2 separate regions of the Danio rerio genome follow, and region 2 is linked to region 1. Evidence: chromatin contacts called from public HiCAR-type data. All regions are on one chromosome and are shown on one strand. Each heading gives the region's core, a stretch centred on a gene start, on an enhancer-like site or on the middle of the called end of the contact. The rest is flanking DNA. Distances are from core to core; before and after follow the strand shown. Region 1 holds the start of si:dkey-220k22.1. Region 2 holds the start of si:dkey-220k22.3.

What was found. HiCAR-type assays count read pairs that join an accessible place to other places.
Region 2: a HiCAR-type map of caudal fin shows a contact between it and region 1, with 4 times the contacts expected there. The contact joins the promoter of si:dkey-220k22.3 here to the promoter of si:dkey-220k22.1 in region 1. A contact is called at or near these places in 1 of 18 Hi-C or Micro-C datasets (caudal fin) and 1 of 4 datasets of contacts at active chromatin or transcription factors (caudal fin).

The regions. Positions count from the first base shown.
Region 1 is chr5:32,095,786-32,098,598 of GRCz12tu, forward strand. si:dkey-220k22.1 reads left to right here and starts at 1,332. Exons shown (of 6, transcript XR_012406912.1): 1 at 1,332-1,977.
Region 2 is chr5:32,220,825-32,223,637 of GRCz12tu, forward strand. It overlaps si:dkey-220k22.3, which reads left to right and starts at 1,473. Exons shown (of 4, transcript NM_001326603.1): 1 at 1,473-1,677; 2 at 2,098-2,128. The coding sequence starts at 1,576.

The DNA of each region.
Region 1 (2,813 bases), core at 82-2,581:
TTATTTTAAAATATTTCTAAATGCTTTGTAAAAATATTTTTTCTTTGAGATCAGCACAGCAATAAACCTGCTCTTTATGGTTCGTCACCGCTAGAGCTCGCTATTACTCCAAACACCACGTGTTTTTATCCTGCACTTCAGGCCAGTTGCCACTCTTGGCCCAGAGGTGCTTCACTGTTAAATTAGCCCATTCATTAAAGTAAGCCATTAACAATACTTTACCATTGCCAAAGTATTTCTTCATACTGTGGTGATTACCTCAGCTAAAGAAATCTGTGATTTCATACACGTAGAATAAAACCTGCATCTTATTTCTTTAACTGCCTGCTCTACCAAATGATTGACCATGTTTTGACTGCTCTAAATAATGACTGTTAAAGTAATTTAAAGAATGACTTTTTAAATAATGGTTTTCACGCATTGTTGTTTTACAAAAACTAAAATAAAGCAAACATAATCCTGTGGCACTACTACACATGATTTTAATAATAATAATAATAATAATAATTCCTTACATTAATATAGCGCTTTAGACACTCAATGCGCTTTACGCAACTGGGGTAATCTTGTTTATTTTGGTTTTATTAAGGTAAAAAAAACAAGATAGCATGTTTAATGAAAATCTGAAATATTTTATTGCATACTTCATAAAAATAAAGGTGATTTAGTGTTCAAAAATGTTTTATTCTGAATATATTTTTAAATAAATGTTCTTATTTTCAGATTTTTCATAAGTCCGGTACTTTTACCATAAACTGACATATCAACCACTTGGTACAGGTTGATATTTTAGAAATTATGGCATGTGTTGAAAGAAGATGCATTAAATGTTTTAACTAGCGACATAAGGAGTTAAGAAATGCAATCCATGCAATGTTGGTGGGTCAATTAAATGGTAAAATAGTATTTTACTAGTATTTTCTATTTTAATTTATTAGGGGTTAATTGTGCATTTGATTTTCTGTGTGCCATGGCTAAATTGTATGAAACCGTATACTTTACATTCAACAATACGATAGACTTGTTAGAGCTACATTACATACATTTATTTGCTCCAGTTTCCGGCAGCTTTCTTTGAGATTGTTCATCCTCGGTGCTGGCCTCCCTTATCTCTGTAGTATCGCGCAGACCCATTTAATGCTGTTTTAGCGCTTTTCTTCTTTCTTTTGTCACTTGCTCATTGAGTTGTCAGTTGTGAGACTCCTCCTCTGGCGTGTATGATTGGTTCAGTTTGATGTCACTCTTCATGAAGCCCGGGCTCTGATTGGACGGGGGCGTGACTGTAGTAGGCGGGGTTTACAGCTGTCAGTCCCGTTGGAGTGAAGCCGTGCAGTTCACCGCGCGAGTGGACAAGTGGAAACAATTGGCTTCAAACACGCATTCGGTAGTGGGAAAAACATCTGTCTAGTACTAAAGGATACAACTGAAACGCTTCACATGGGGAGTTAAAGAGCAAGATGACGTGTATGCGTTACACTATGTTACTGTTCTCAGTTTGGGAGTTACTGTTGTTTGGATACACAGCTGGTTTGTCCGCGAGCGATGAGAGGAGACTCCCGCGTGCCGTGCTGGATGAGACGCTGGAGGCGACCACCATCCCAAACCACTTACAGGAGGACGACAGGGACTCCAGGTTTTCACCTTTTACCCCTGCAATGACCATTTCGAACAGGGACTTCAGGACTACTAGAAACACTAACCAAGTACAGTCTGACTGGCTGACCACCACCACCACAACCACCACCACCCCCATAACCACGGCTGAGCTAATGACCAAAACAATGAACCCGACCTCCGAAGGCAGTAAAGTCAAAGAAAACTCCACATTATCCACAACACTCAACACTACAGCAAAGCCCACTTCTTCCTCACCAATAAATGACACAAAAAACACAACACCACCTGCACTGGATACTTCAAACAGTACACGGACAGTGAAAAGCACCTCAAATCCTCCTGTTGTGACCACTGAGAAAGGTATGCTCATTTCACATTCTCTTCAATGTTATGAGGTGGGGATGAGCCTGCAAGTTAAAATGCATGTTTTCCAAATTGTTCATTCCAATTGGACAGCCTAAAAGGAGGCTGTTTAGTGTGTGTGTCCTTGAATTTCTTTCCCAGCCTCTGCAAAACAAATTTTCTGGGGTTGTAAGAGGTTTGCACCTGCACAAGCATTTCTCATGCACTTTATTCATCATTTTACCTTCATAACAACATGCAGACTTTCACGCTGTTTCTGCGTCTTCATAGGTCACAGGGTGCAGTGGAGTGAAAACATATACATAATAGTGCACTTCCTCCAGAAAATCAGTTTTAAAACAAACTAGAACTGTCTTTGTTCTGAGACACTCCTTTGTCTCACTTCTCTTTGTAGGTCTTGTGATAGTGCTGGTAATTCAGCCATTTTATTATCTAATCCTTCTCACAAACCTCGTTGAATGTGAATCTGCTGTGAATCTAAAGGACATTTGAGATCAGGCCATTTGCGCAGAGACAACCTTCTTAATTGCTTTAATGTGATTAATTACCATCTGGCTGCCAAAAGAGGAAAACAATCATAAATCTTAAACCCCTTACTCGTTTATCTCGAGTTACGTGATGCCAAGGCGGCTTGGCAAATAAGAATGATTAATTTTCTTTAAGGTTAGATCTAGTGTAGTATCAGTTACCTTTATGTCTACTTTATCTTTGTAATAGAGTGGCGCATCTGTCTGTCTGATTCATAATCTATCATCTTGACATTTTCTTACTTGAAAAGGGGTAAGAAATTCTTCTTGTTGAAAATATTCAATTCTCTCACTGAGAACTTGGAC
Region 2 (2,813 bases), core at 223-2,722, 130 kb after region 1:
TTTTTTCACAGACATGAATCACTTAGGCCTTAAAGGAAATCCAAAGTTTCGCACTCACAATTCTGGATTTGCGGTGAAGTTCAAGTGCTTTCAACTCATAGACCTACAACGATCCTTCCAGCATGACTTGAATGCACCATAAGACATCTATAAGTCTAATTTTAGGACTGTATAGTGCACTCAAAAATATTTTGCTGTTTATTAATAGTGATTTAAAATGAACTGAAACAACAAAATTCTTAATTTTTGGGTGGGACAACTTAATTGTTTTATGTTGAATTCACTTCAATTTGTAAAAAACTAACAAGTTAACTTTTTTTCCATGTTGTCTCAACACAAATCAATTGTGTGGAACCAAGAATATTTTACAGTGTGTTTTAAAGCTTTCGGTTTAAATAAAAAGCACATTACATAAAAAGGTTTTGCGCACTAATGCTCACATCCCATTTTAATTAAAAATATTCAAAAAAACAACTTCATAACTTCAGCAGATTTAGAAACTCTGAGATTTAAAAAAAATTAACCATGAACATCCTGTTGCATAATGACATAAGAGCTGATGCTGTAAAAAGAGCTGATGTTGTAAAAATAAAGCTTCAATTCACTTGTGAACTAGTTGGTAATGTTTAATTCAAAGGCTCTGAATTAATAGTAATAGCACAATAATGATAATAATAATGTAAAAAACACGTAAACATAAGGCACTCAAACATCTCCTATATTAATATTATGCAAAATACATACAAATGATTTAGAGTTACATCAAAATGGTACTCTCAGTATTTATTTGAACTGTGGTCTTAATTGTGGACTGTTCAAAAAAAGCATTTTTTTAAATCACTTAAAATCTAAATTGTTGTATGCTGTCAACTAAAAAGTGGACATGTGTTAGGTTTTCCAGTCAATGATTTAAATAATATTCAGTTTCTTGCACTATTACTATTTCTTTAAGTAACTTCTCTCAGTTCTCTTTCCACCTATAAAACTAAATGAGAGAAAATCACTAAAAGATTTGAATGAAACTAAATATTCATTCACAAACTAGACATTGATAGATTGAAATTGCTAGATGATTGTGAGAAGATACCAATGACTTTGGGTCTCACACAATACTATGTTTCATGAGTAAACTACGTTAATGGTGATTACTCAGCCTTGACATCTCGATTAGAGTGAATCTCCTTTAGAGTTCTTTAGAGGTTTGGAATAAATAATGGATTCAATTTTTCAGGTTGAACTTTGCCTTTAAGACATACCAGAACAGTTCTTGTGTCTCTTAATGGTTGTTTAATTTCCGAACTAACATGAGTGAAAGTTTCAACATGTCAATTTACTTTCATAGCATCGTCTCAATGTCTCAGTCAACGAAACTACATTAAATTTGTTCGTGTAAAATGTTTGCCGTCACCATGAACACATCCTCCACCCTCGTGTCACCCACAGGTGATGTGGAGTTAATAGCTCACCGTTCAATGCGTGGGAGAGTCGTGTCTCATTACACTCGTCAACTTCATCCGGTACAAGAGGCTTTTTTAGTGTAAGACTGGAGCTATTTGAGCATCTGGAGTAGCAGGCATGGATACAACGCGCGCAGCAAGAGCGCACATTCTCTGCACATCGATAGCTCTGCTCCTTGTTTTAATCGCATCGTGTTTGACCTACATCTTCTTACCGAAGGTAAATATAATGGGATCTATTACACTTAAGTTTCTACAGCTATTTTGGAGCATAGAATTATCTTGTGTTCGTGGTTCAGTGGGAGAGTTTAAAGAATGACTGAGTATGAATAACGTTTGATAGTTTACCATTCAAGTAAGTTTGCGGTCTGTTTTTTTAATGAAAAAGGGGAAAAACGTGTCATCTCATCTGTTTCATGTGCTGATAAACTTGCTTATAGTTTTCCAGCTAAAGTTGTTTGTCCAGCATTTAATGCGGATGGTAGCTAACTTAGTTAATTCATGGATTGAGTTGCAGAGGGCGCGTTTGTCTAAAATGACGAATGGAAACAATCATGCTAAGCATGTTCACATAGTTTCTCTGTTTCTGTTCATTCTACTGTTAAAATATACATGACATTTCTTACCGTGATTTTAACAGGTGCCTGGTTGCAAGATATGCGCCATAAATGGTAAGTTTATATTATTATTAACTCCTTATTAACTCATATTTAGTCTACTTATATTAGTGTAATGTATCCTTGTTCTTGAATTGTATTTATTTTATTTCCACAAGGTAGCTACTAATGAAATTGTGTATTTTTTACGAAATTACAAAATGTTCAAGTTCATCAATAAGACTTAAAGGTTTTGTAGTCATTTGTAATATTTACATCTGTAATACAGATATCCTACAAGTTTTGTATCCTTCTCAGGCGAATGCGACTAGTGTTTTAGCGGACACATGATATTAATTAGTAAACCGACAAACTCCCACAGGTTATTATTTGACATCAGTAATCTCGCACGAAGATCTTGAACTATTTGTTTAGATTAAATCTGAGAAATCATTTATTATTTTGTTTGAGAGTTGTTTCACAAATCAGTGAAAAGTGTAACCCAAAACTGGCTTCCGAATGCGCCGCGCTAACTTTAAAATAAAAAACAGATACGACAGAACAGTTCTGAAAGCACTTACTTGTTTGAATCTCCATTTGCTGTAGTTCACCATTATCCTATCGACCGTAGAGTTTTGACCAAACCTGTTGTCTGTAAATCAGCCAGCTGTGCTCTCGTTTTTCCTGTGGTGCGCAAGTGTTTGCGGGAGTCTGTGTGTGTTTGTGTAAATGCATTTTGTGGGTGCTTTAGGGCACGTTC